Regions from separate parts of the Mus musculus genome. Here all the other regions are linked to region 1. A link is a contact called in public HiCAR-type, HiChIP or PLAC-seq and promoter capture Hi-C data. All regions are on one chromosome and are shown on one strand. Each heading gives the region's core, a stretch centred on a gene start, on an enhancer-like site or on the middle of the called end of the contact. The rest is flanking DNA. Distances are from core to core; before and after follow the strand shown. Region 1 holds the start of Top1mt (DNA topoisomerase 1, mitochondrial). Region 2 holds the start of Ly6g2 (lymphocyte antigen 6 complex, locus G2). Region 3 holds the start of Ly6f (lymphocyte antigen 6 complex, locus F). Region 4 holds the start of Puf60 (poly-U binding splicing factor 60).

Region 1 (2,895 bases), core at 136-2,635:
CAGCAAGCACTCATTGGCTGTGCCATCTCTCCAGCTGCTGCAGTGGAGTTTTGAGCTGTGGGTTTCAGGGGCGCCAGGGAGAGAGGCGGTTGAAGTCTCTGAGTGTGTATGTGTCTGCCTCGCTCTTATCAGACTTTCTGGAGGAGGTGCTGGAGGAGGCTGAGATTCAGAGAAATTAAACTTGTCTAGTAAAGAGCAGATGGTGGACTCCCACAGGCAGACACAGGCCATTGTAGCCCATCAAGTTGAGGAAAGCGACGTGAAAACGCTTGTATGTTACTCGTAATGAGATGGTTGCATTGAGTTTGTATTGAAGTCAAATGCCCCTGCTTATCCTGAATTGTGGCTTCTACACAATGAAGCCCTCCCCACCCTCCAGCTCTCTGTTGGCGGCTACGACGTGTGAGTGGACACTGCTGTCACAGAACAGCCTTATGACGGACTTTGGGCTCAGGAGGTCTGACTGTCAGCTCCAGCATTCATCATCATCTACCTGAAATTCTTCCTCAAGCCTGGTCTCAGTTGCAAACAGGGCTCCTTTTACCTGCTATGAGGATATGAACGCTGTGAGGCCATGCTCCCCAACTGTCACAACTCCAGCTGGTCTTCAAGGGTACAAGGGTCCTGGACAGCCAGCTACAGACCTGGAATGCCCAAAGTCTTGCTGGTCTGTTGATCATACTCAGCAAACTTTTTGTAGTACTGGCCGTGTCCAGCAGGGGGCCCACTAGCCTCTCCCCGGCTCTGTTCCTGCCTCGGGCCGCTAGATGTCAGTAGGAATCCAGTGAGTTGGTAACCGTGGGCGGGACCTACAGGATAGGCTAGCTCTTTCTTGCTGGTCTCCGTCTCATTTTTTACCTTTCCTGTTCACCACTTTCTTGCAGGCCTGTGTGCTGTTTCAGTGGAAATACCAAGGCTGCCTGCTGCTGGCTCGGGGAGCAGCTGTCCGCGGATTAGGAGATTTTTGTTGCTTGGTACAAATGTCTTGAGATCTTGGTACACATGTCTTCAGATCTGAATGTGTTGAAGGGGGGAGCCTATGGCTTATGGCCCTGGTCTCTTGGCGGCGAGCCTAGGCAACAGCAGTTTTTGCAGGACTTCCAGTGCTGTTGGTCAGTCGCCTAGAGGAAGTTGCTTTGAGCAGGGCAGCTGGTGTCTGCAACTGCGTCCTCCTGGAGGTGTGGGTACTCGGTGTTTTGCCACTTAGATGGGTAGATAGGGCCCTCTGACCAAGTGTGTCTACTCATGACTTCCTCAGGTTGCCATGGCAGGTAGAAGCGCTGGGAGAGGGGCAATGCTCGGCCCTGGCTGGGGACGCCTTCCCAAGGTGGGCGGGCAGGGCGGGACTCCTGGACGTGTGGGGGCGGAGCTCTGTCAGAAGGGCGTGGCCTCGGAAAGCGGGCAGAGCCCACGCATGCACGCACACGCATGCTGCTGCTGTGGCTCAGAGCCCTGTGCCGGCGTTTCCAGCATGTCCCCTGCCGCGTCCCTTCCTGTCAGGTGTCCCGGGTCGCGAAGGCGAACAGAGCCGGGTAAGGCGGGTGGGACGGAGCTCAGGCGAGACAGGGCTCAGTGACTTGCCTAATCCTGCTCCTGTGCCGGGCCACACCGGACACATTGGGAAAAATCGGTCACCCATGTAATTGGGTCTGGGCCTCCAGGCTGCCGCGTTTGGTTTGGAGGAGGTCCCTTTGGAGTGTGGTTCCCAGATTCCCTGATTGGTCTCAGGCCCACTCCACGATTCTTACACTCTTTGTCACGTGGCCTTAGCTTTCAATACCTACCTTACGTCACCAGCCTGCCCCGAGGGACTTCCTAGGGGTTGGGATGGCTGTCCAGGCTGAGATTATATGTGAGATTCTGATTTTTCAACCTTTCCCTCGTGTACTGAGGTTCCCGGAAGCGCCCAGCTCTGGGTTGTGGGATTGTTGCTCACAGCACTTGGGGAGCGGGGATGTCCTGGTCTAATCGCCCGAGTGGTGGGTGGGTTCACAGCGAAGACAGCCCTTCCAGGGCCAGCCATTACAGCTGACCTGCTGACCTGCTTTTGATAGCTCAGCCCCGGACTGGGGCAGCTAAGCTCTTAGGCTCTAGAAATTCCAGGGGAAAGACAGGGCTGTCCTGACTCTCCAAATGGGGCTGAGTTGTGGCCTCTAGGAGAAGACACAGGGCTTCACAGCAGGACATCGGGGTAACTTCCTTGATACTCTTCTCCAGTGGGACAAAGGAATGTCACCCACGCCACGCCACGCCACAGTAGTTGTTTATAGCCCCAATCTCAGTGTCCTTGTCTGTGAAATGGGGATGGCCGTAGACTTCGCCTAGCAGTTTGGGTAATGAGCTTGCCGCTCAGTGTAGGTTCTGAGGTGCTTGTCCACATTTTATGACATCGAATTGGGCTGAATGTTGGAGGAAAGCTGCCTGAGTCGTGTCACGAAGCACTTCTGCATGCAGCCACCGAACTGTTCCCCACCTAGACCCACATGAGAAGCGGAATGGGATTTAAACCCCTATCTCTGGGAACCTTTGGCCACCACTTTTCTCTTTTTCCCTCCTGCATGGTTCATGGGACACCTCTCACCCCTCACACCCCTCAGGCATCCAAGTTCTGGCTACTTTGCAAGAGCTGCTCTGTTTATGAAGCCCGGCCCGCTCCTTACTTTCTGAGGGCACACCTGGAATTGTTTACTGGCTCAGGACATGGTCCCTTGTCCCCTGACCTCCCCACCTATGCTCACTTTCAGGCATTGTAGCTCCACCACACCTGGTCCCTTCTTTGCAGGAAGAGCGAGAAAGGCCCTTTAAAAAACTATTTGTCTCGGGGCAGCGGTGCTGCACGCCTTTAATCCCAGCACTGGGAGGCAGAGGCAGGCAGATTTCTGAGTTCAAGGCCAG
Region 2 (2,895 bases), core at 181-2,680, 460 kb after region 1:
TAACACAGAATCCATCAGAGTAGGGGCAGGTCATTGTTTTGCAGGAAGTCTCAAGTGGGACCCCCAGGCAACAGTAGCACTCCAGCCCCTGAGCTGAGAAAGAAGACAATACATGAGTGCTAGGGCATGCCCTTCCTAGGCCAAACATGTCCTCTCAATGTCTTTAAGTCCACACAGCTGCTGGCCACTAGAACAGAGCAAGGACATTGCTGCCCATTCACCTCCACGAAAAGCAAAAGCAAAACAAGAGCATCCATTGTTCAAATGTGCTCTGTACTGCTGTCTCAACTAGCCAGCCCCACAGAAGAGACCTGCACCCCTAGAGGTATTTGAGACACATTCACCATATTGGGAAGACATAGATACCAAATGTCTGCTGAACCTGTGAGTGGGTGTGTAAGTAGTTACTGGGGCCCTCAGATGGAGAGGGCTCTTCTGACCTGTCCCACCCTTAACATGCAGAGCTGGCCCCTGGTTATTGGCCCATGACAGATCACATAACTTCCCACTGTCCAGCTCAAAGCTGAGGCTCACTATGAGGCTTCCCCAAATAAAGATGTGACTAGAAGTATAGAGGCATCTGAGAGCTCAGAGCTCTTAGAGTTGTGAAGTTCTGGCATTCAGGTCTCATTGGCTGGGGCAAAAGGAAAAGCCAAATGTCAGGCATTAAGGATTCCACACCACTTAACTTGGCAGCTGGGAGGAAAAGAAGGCTCTGCCAGTTTGTGTGCACACAGGCCAGTGTCCTGACTGGGAGGCCAGGGCAGCAGGGTAGAGTCTAAGGACAGACTGCTCTGGTGGCCAGGGTTCCTGGCACAGGTAGTGAGGTCCAAGAGTCCTTCTGGCATGTTTTGATTGTTGCAAAGCAGGGTCTGGTTTACAGACCCAGTAAAGCACCCCAGCACAGGAGGCTTCACCCACCACAAGCAAATCCCCAGTCGACTGGCCACAGCATACCCAGGGTCCTGGGCACACAATAGGAGTACCTACAACCCTGAGGCCCTTTTCCATCTCCATTGTACCCTCCTGCTCCTCTCCCATTTTCCATCTCACCTCCTTCTGCACACAATAGGGCCACAAGAAGGATGAACACACAGGTCCTTGTAGCATGAGAACTGTCCATCCTTGGAGAAAGGGTACACAGATAAAACCTTGGAAGTTGGAGCCAGTTAATAAATCACCAATCACATCCCTGGGCTCTCACAGAGCTCAGGCATCCAATCTTCCCTCCCTCCAACCCCCACACAGCTTTCACCAAGGAATACATGTCTGTCTACTTCTCTCACCCACCACCCACCCAGCGTTTCCTTCATAATCCCACACTCCCACCACAGCCCTATCCTGAGGGCTCTTCCCTTTGTCACCTAGCAGCTCCCTCCTGACACCAGTCCTTACTTCCTCCCGGACCAGGTTGCAGGCACAGTGGAAAGGTCAATCAGATGTGGACTGAAGTACTTTACTCTTTCCCCAGCTCCTCCCAGCTGGATTCCTGAAAAGGGAGGGGCTTCAGTACTTACTTCCTTCTGACCATCATGTTTATTTTGTAAGAGATAGCATGGTTTGTTGGTGACCTAGTCAGCTAGATTTATATCAGTTGGTGAGGGACAACCACTCAGTTGGGGCGGGACCATTATTCAGGAGGACTAGGATGTCAGAAGAGCAGGGGCCACAGGTGACTTGTGCTTGCCATTCAGAAAGCAAGGTAAGGGGGCAAATGTTTGTGAACCTACAACCTCTCATGCCTTTCTCACAGCGGCTGGCTCCTTTCTATTCACTTCTATAAGATTCGGGATGCACTTTAGACTTTCCTCTTAGGTCAGATGTTAGGCACGTCTGATTAGGTTCTCTCCTATCTTTTACAAGCCCTAGGCAGAGGGGAGAGGAAGCCAGAGAAACGGGCAGTTTACATTGTTGGAACTAAAGTCCACAGATTCTTTCTCATTATTTTTTCCTTTTAGTCTTGAAGGCTGGGTTTGAGAGATGAGAGATGGCTTGCAGATACTTTGGTACCTGTTGGAGTGGCTAGATCACGGCACAAAGCCCCTCTCTGATGGATATTAGAGCAGGGTGGGGGGAAGAGATTTAACTATAATTTGACTTCTAAGTTACAACAATAGTGGGCCGATGATGTCCAGATAGCTTCCTTACCAAGAATAAAAAGACTAGTGAGAAATAGTTGTCTAAATAATATCACAGATGGATTCAAATCTAATGTATAGGGAGTGTGATCTCCTGAATTGTTTAAAAAGAATATACCTTACTTTTAAAAAGAATTATGTTTTCACCATATGTAATAGCATTCATATTCTCATGTGCTTTTAAATTTTTAAAATATTTTTAAATTAAGCTGTTACATCATTTCCCCCTTCCTTTCCTCCCATATAACCCACTTGGACTCCCAAATTTTATTTTATTGTTGTTATCCCCAAACAAAAACACTTGAACACATATGTTCCTGACTATATAAATACAAGGTGCTCAGGCTGTATAATGTTAGTTGTAGGAATCTGATTTCAGAGCTGAGTACTTGGCCTTAGTTTGGGAGCTCTTCCCCATGGAAGACTGTTTAACTCTCACAATTACTTTTTGGTACCTGCAGTTCTTTGTCTAAGGCTGGGACCTACAAGGTTTACCCTTCTGTGATAGCGGGTCTGTCTGTTTTTGTTATCTGGAGCCAAGTCTTGTTTAGGCAGCCATGCTGTCAAGATTTCATAGGTATGAGAACACTTCCTACTTGTCAGGGTCAAAGGGACTGCCACTCTCCCAAATTCTGGCACCCATTTCCTTCTTTCCCAAACCAGTCATTCATCATTGCTATCAGAAGGGACAAGTGGCACTCTGTGGTACCTACTGGCATACCAAGACAGGCCCTGGCCTTCAGGCTCCCTCAGTACC
Region 3 (2,895 bases), core at 263-2,762, 410 kb after region 1:
CCTCAGCCATCTTTATGGAGGCCACAGGGAACTTACCCACAATAAGTTCTACCTGCTGAGAAATGCAGACTGCATCAGGGTAGGGGCAGGTAATTGATTTGCAGGCAATTCCAAGTGAAACTCCCAGGCAGTTATAGCACTCCAGCCCCTGAGCTGAGAAAAAAGCCAATATATGAGGGCTAGTTCATGCCCTTCCTAGAACAGAACCCTTCTCTCCAATGTCTTTACTTCCACACAGCTGCTGGGTGCTAGGACAGAGCAAGGATATTACTGCCCAGTCACCTCTGCCAAAAGCAAAAGTGAACCATGACCCTCCATTGTTCAAGTATGCTCGGCCCTGCTGCCTCAGCTAGCCAAACCCACAGCAGAGACCTGCACCCCAAGGGGAATTAGAGGGGCAATCACCATATTGGGAAAACAAAGATACAAAATGTCTGCTCAAGAAATGAGTGGGTGTGTAATAGGTAGTGGGGCCATCAGATAGGGAAGGCTTTTCTGACCTGTCCCACCCTACACCTGCAGAGCTGGCCCCTGTATATTGAAGCATGACAAAGCACTGAATGTCCCAGAGTCCAGCTCAAAGGTCAGACTCACCATGAGGTTTCCTGCAATACACATGTAACTAGAAGTATAGGGGTATCTGAAAGCTCAGACTTCTTAGAATAGAGATGTTCTAGCATTTGGGCCTCGTGTGGCATGTGCTGGGCATAAGGAAAAGTAAAATGCCAAGATTTGAGGATTCCAAACCCTTGGCTTGGCCTTCAGGCCAGAAAAAGAAGCCTCTACCAGTTTGTGTGCACCCAGGCCAGAGGCCTGCTTGGTAGACCAGGGCAGCAGGGTTAGAGTCTAAAGGACAGGCTGCTCTGGTGGTCAGGGTTTGTGGCACAGGTAGTAACATTGAAACGTCTTTCTGGTATGTAGTGATGGTTGCAAGGCAGGCGCTGGCAGGGTTACAGACCCAGTAAAGCACACAACACATGAGGCTTCACCCATCACAAGCCGATTCCCAATCCCCTGACACCAGCACACCTTGGGCACTGAGCACACAATGGAGGTGCAGGTGTAACCACAACCCTGAGGCAGTTTGCCATCTCCATTTTACCCTCCTGGCCATCTCTCATTTTCCACCTCACCTCTTTCTGCACACAATAGGACCACAAGAAGGATGAGTACACAGGACTTTGTAGTGTGACAACTGTCCATCCTTGGAGAAGGGCTGCACAGATCAAACCTTGGAAGTTGAAGCCAGTTATTAGATCATCATTCACATCCCTGGGCTCTCACAGGGCTCAAGCATCCACTCTTCCCACCCTCCAACACTCCCCCCCCCCCCAGCTTTCCCCAAGGAATACATGTCTGCCTATTTCTCTCATCCACCACCCACCCAGCTTTTCCTTCCTAATCTCACACTCCCAACCCCAGCCCTATCCTGAGGGCTCTTCCCTTTGTCACCTAGCAGCTCCCTCCTGACACCAGTCCTTACTTCCTCTCTGACCAGGTTGCAGGCACAGTGGTAAGATCTGTCAGATGTGCACTGAAGTAAGTACTTTAATTTCCTTTAGCTCCTCCCAGCTGACATCCTGAAGAGGGAGGGGTTTCTATACTTACTTCCTCCAGGCCAACATGTTTATTGGTTAAGATTTAGCAAGGTTTGTTGGTGATCTGGTCAGCAAGATTTATAGCTGTTGAGGAGGGAGGACCACTCAGTTGGGGAGAGACAATGGTGCTGTAGGAATAAGAGAGCAGAGATGGAGGGGCCACAGTTGGCTTGTGCTTGCCCTCAGAAAGCAAAGGAAAGAGGCAACTTGCTCAGCCTTTTCCTAGTTTTTTTGTTTGTTTGTTTCCCTTCATCTTTTGTTTTTGTTTTTGTTTTTCGAGGCATATTTGCTCTGTGTAACTTTGGCTGTCCGGGGGACTTGCTCTGTATACCAGGCTGGCTACAACCAATACTTTCAAAGGCAAGTGCTGTAGCTTGTGTTTTTTGCCACCACCACCAGACTTTTTCTTGTTTCAAATTAGAGGGTATGAGTTGCAGTGGCTCAGAGCCCAGGGCCCTCCTTTTTATAAGCAGGCAAACAACTGACAAATACCTGGCGACTGGCTCTACAGGGTCTTATATTCAAAAAGTGCAAGTCCTGAGCAAAGAATTTACTGACAACTGGGATGGAAGTTACTAAGCAGTGTCTGATATGTTTGGGTGATATAAGGGGCTGCAGGTGCTATTAGCATCTGGTAGCTAGAGTCAAGGCAGTTCTTTTCATGGCACAAGGCTTTTTTTTGCAGAGGGTGGATGACCCCAGTGTCCCTGCTGCCCAGAAGCCACCATGAAGAAGCCACATGCTATTTCTTCCTCCTCCAGTTTGTATGTGCCCTGTCTCCTCACCTATGAGGTCCTAGTCCAATGTGTCCCAAAAAGGACATAAGTTTCCTTGGCCTTTATGTCACTACCATGTGGCATGGTATTGTAATAACTCAAACCTTACTAATTAGCCAAATATTGATGGCATCTGTGGCCCAGCCTTGGGATGAGCAGCAGGGCCTCCACAGCAAGCCAGAGTCTGAGTTTCCTAACCTAGTGGAGCTGAGAGCACAGTAAGTAGCCCATGTAAGTGTCTACAAGGCACTGATACAGGTTAGAGTAGGAAGGCTAGGCACCGAATGAGACCTGAGCTGGAAATCATCCTGAGATGATGCCACAGTAAATGAACAGGTATGCTCAGAGGACAATGAGTCAGAAAATGGACCACAGCATCAGTGAAGGTGAGCACATCCACTTAAGCAGGCAAGGCTGCAAAGGGAAGGAAGCCAGAGGCTCAGAGAACATCAAGCAGATTCTCCTGATGTAAACCACAGGGCAGACCAAAGTATCTCAGTCTTTCTAGCATCTCTAGTTGG
Region 4 (2,895 bases), core at 193-2,692, 400 kb before region 1:
TGAGACAGGATCTCTCTATGTAGTCTTGGCAGTTGCTTGGAACTACTTGGAAAGGTAGACCAGGTTGGCTTCCAATTCACAGAGCTTCTCCTTGCCCCTGCCTCTGGAGTGCTGGGATCACAGGTATATGCCACCACACATAGCTCAACTTTATTTTTCAACTTATCGAATCGCTCATTTGCAGATTTTGTTTTGTTTTTTTTTGGGGGGGGGGTGTTTTTCCAGACAAGAGTTTCTCTGTGTAGCCCTGGCTGTCCTGAACTATGTAGACCAGGCTGGCCTCGAACTCAGAAATCTGCCTCTGCCTCCCAAGTGCTGGGATTAAAGGAGTGCACCACCAACACCTGGCCGTTTTAATTTTTCTCTTTTTTAAATGGGGAAATCTAAGTTCATGATCTTTATTTTCTTGTTTGGGGGATGCAACATCTTTAGGTATCTTCCATTTCCTTTGTTGTCTTGGTTTCTTTTCATGCTCTTCTGCTTGGTGATTCTGGCTGGCCACTTTTGCTTAAGAGTGAGATGCTAAGCTGGGTCTCAGCGCTTCGTTCCCAGGAGGAGCTAATCTCCAGGCACTGTTGGCAGAGCCAGAACGACTAGTAACCTGTATTAGGGATAGAAGTCTGGAGGCACCTACTTTTTTTTTTTTTTTTTTTAAACTATCTGCACATTTTCGGAGAATTCAAGACACAAGCATCACACACCAGCCTGCTAAGGCCCTCCCCTGGCTCCCCAGCATTCCACTTCTCTGCCCACTTAGGTTTGCTTTCAGTAGAGCTTTTTCCTGTTTAAAGGGGGTACCGAGGGGGAGGAAAATATTCTGCCATGTTTTGCTAAAGATCTCTATATTAAAGTCTGAAAACCCGAGGGGTGGAAAACGAGAATGGCTATCCGGTGGAGTTTGAAGGTGCCTGAGCTTACAGATGTGGTTGGTGCCTTGCAGGCAGCCTTACGGCCACAAAGCCCAGATGAACTACATATTTACACATAGCTCAGGACTTGGGGACTAACGTACACATTTATGCCCACAGGACAATAACCACAGGACAGGCTGGGGAGCCATCTTTTGGGGGCCATCTTCGTGTCAACGGCTATTTTCTCACTAGGAAAGAGACCATATTTCAAAATGAATGAGGATTCCTGACTTTAGATGGACAATGCAAAGGACGATGCATCAGTCTTTTTGTCTTCTGTCTCCGCAGTCTACGAGCTTTCAGCGAGTGGACTCAACTAAAATAGGGTGGTAGGAAAAGAGGCAGACGGAACTGACTCAAAAATGTCGACCCCCCCCCCCCCCGACCAGGGGAGGGCTCTCCGGGTCGCCACTCCAAAACCCCGGCCCGCCCCGTCCTCCTCCGGTACATTAACGGCCTGCTCCGCCCCGGAAATGCGTTTCGGTCTCCGCTCTCGTAGCTATGCCGTACGTCGCGAGATTTCCGCGTCCGACGCCCAGATCGCGCGAGACTGCGGAGGGAGCTGATGCTTGTGGCGCGCGCGGCGGCCGCGACGGACGCAAGATGGCGACGGCGACTATAGCTCTCGTAAGTGAGTCCCTCGCGGCCAGGGGGCGGCCCTCAGCTCGGAGGAGTGAGTCGTCGGCTGGGACAGGGTGCGGAGGGGACCCTGGGTGCGCAGCGGCCCGACCCGGACCTCGTACGGACTTTACCGTGGTCCCCGGCACGCGGGGCGGAGGCGGAGCGGGAGCGCGCGGCTGCGGCCACGGCTGGGGCTCGACTGCAGCTTCCGGCTCGAGGACTCCAGTTTCCGGCAGCTGGGCGGGGTGGGCCGGCCGCGGAGCTGCCCTGCTGGATCCCCGCGGGGCGGTCCTGTCTGCCGAGACTGGGCGACAACTGTCTAGGCGTCCGGTGGCATTAGGGTGTCCTGGTGCCTGCTCCAGACCCGCGCGGCTACGCCCCGTGTTGGGGACGCGGAAGGGGCGGACCCGTTAGCATTTGCTCTGCGCCATGGTGCAGAGACGAGGGTTTCCCGTTCCGTTAACACGCAGGAGGGGAAGAGCATCTCTCCCAACCCCCATTCCCCTCCACACCTTTCAAACAGCCATTCTGTCACTGCCTCTGTGGGGAACCCGACAGCCGGTGCCTGCCTCGGTCACTGGTCCGGGTGGGCATCATAAGACTTTGCTAACCCCCTTGTCTTGGGCTGGACGCTCCAAGGGCTGAACTTGGTTCTGCCCTAGTCAGTCGGGAATGTTCCTTGAATGGCTACCACCAGGAGTTCCTTCAGGGACTATTTATCTCTTGGACCTAACCCCACTGCAATCCAGACTTTTGTTAGCCGCCACCCTCACTCAGAGGGGATGAAGCAAGGGCTGAGACCACTTAAGCCCTAGGTGCCTGGAGGCCAGCCGTAGGGTAGGGTCGAGTAGAGTACACACAGGCTGCCATTCCTCAGCCTTAGCTGGGAACTGCACCTTCATAATGGGAGAGGGGCACTTGCTCCAGCTTGTGAGGGGTGGATCTAGTATGTCTTGCTCACATCAGGGCTAACTTCAAAAGAAAAAAAAAAAAATTCCTGCTTCCGCTGCTTGACGCTATTGGTGTAAATGGTCTTTTCGGAAAGACAACCAGAGAGTTGAGGAGTTGATGACTGCCCTTAGGTGGCTGTCAGATGATAGAAGAAAGGGTGAGGGCAGAGTATAAAATACTTTAAACAGCACTGGAGGAGAGTGGATGCCTCATTTCTGGGTAGCCCCTGTTGTTCATGCAGACTGAAAGGTTAGCGCGATGCTAGACAGATAGTGTCATTATTGAGATGGTCTCGAGCAGTAAGTCTCACCACTGAAGCCGTCTTTGCCAGCATTTGACCACAAGGCCCCCGAGAATTGTCTCTCTCTCTCTCTCTCTCTCTCTCTCTCTTTCTCTTGTTTTGCTGCATCCA

The links. Promoter capture Hi-C pulls out the DNA fragments that hold promoters and counts their contacts. HiCAR-type assays count read pairs that join an accessible place to other places. HiChIP or PLAC-seq counts read pairs in DNA pulled down with a chosen protein or histone mark.
Region 2: a FOXA1 HiChIP or PLAC-seq map of pancreatic cancer cells shows a contact between it and region 1. The contact joins the promoter of Ly6g2 here to the promoter of Top1mt in region 1. A contact is called at or near these places in 4 of 39 promoter capture datasets (the 3T3-L1 cell line, liver and stem cell-derived epiblast-like cells) and 3 of 115 datasets of contacts at active chromatin or transcription factors (extraembryonic endoderm stem cells, pancreatic cancer cells and trophoblast stem cells).
Region 3: a contact with region 1 is called in a HiCAR-type map of kidney, with 5 times the contacts expected there. The contact joins the promoter of Ly6f here to the promoter of Top1mt in region 1. A contact is called at or near these places in 6 of 39 promoter capture datasets (the 3T3-L1 cell line, embryonic stem cells, liver and 1 more), 2 of 15 datasets of contacts at CTCF or cohesin (embryonic stem cells and pro-B cells), 2 of 484 Hi-C or Micro-C datasets (myocytes and reprogramming fibroblasts) and 2 of 115 datasets of contacts at active chromatin or transcription factors (kidney and pancreatic cancer cells).
Region 4: a contact with region 1 is called in a promoter capture Hi-C map of embryonic stem cells, with 2.1 times the contacts expected there. The contact joins the promoter of Puf60 here to the promoter of Top1mt in region 1. A contact is called at or near these places in 2 of 39 promoter capture datasets (embryonic stem cells and stem cell-derived epiblast-like cells) and 2 of 115 datasets of contacts at active chromatin or transcription factors (both in embryonic stem cells).

The regions. Positions count from the first base shown.
Region 1 is chr15:75,677,290-75,680,184 of GRCm38.p6, reverse strand. It overlaps Top1mt (DNA topoisomerase 1, mitochondrial), which reads left to right and starts at 1,385. Exons shown (of 14, transcript NM_028404.3): 1 at 1,385-1,532. The coding sequence starts at 1,429.
Region 2 is chr15:75,214,913-75,217,807 of GRCm38.p6, reverse strand. Ly6g2 (lymphocyte antigen 6 complex, locus G2) reads right to left here and starts at 1,430. Exons shown (of 5, transcript NM_001371105.1): 1 at 1,396-1,430; 2 at 1,054-1,124; 3 at 1-93. The coding sequence starts at 1,123.
Region 3 is chr15:75,267,038-75,269,932 of GRCm38.p6, reverse strand. It overlaps Ly6f (lymphocyte antigen 6 complex, locus F), which reads right to left and starts at 1,512. Exons shown (of 4, transcript NM_008530.2): 1 at 1,453-1,512; 2 at 1,134-1,231; 3 at 37-153. The coding sequence starts at 1,203.
Region 4 is chr15:76,079,493-76,082,387 of GRCm38.p6, reverse strand. Puf60 (poly-U binding splicing factor 60) reads left to right here and starts at 1,442. Exons shown (of 12, transcript NM_028364.2): 1 at 1,442-1,538. The coding sequence starts at 1,515.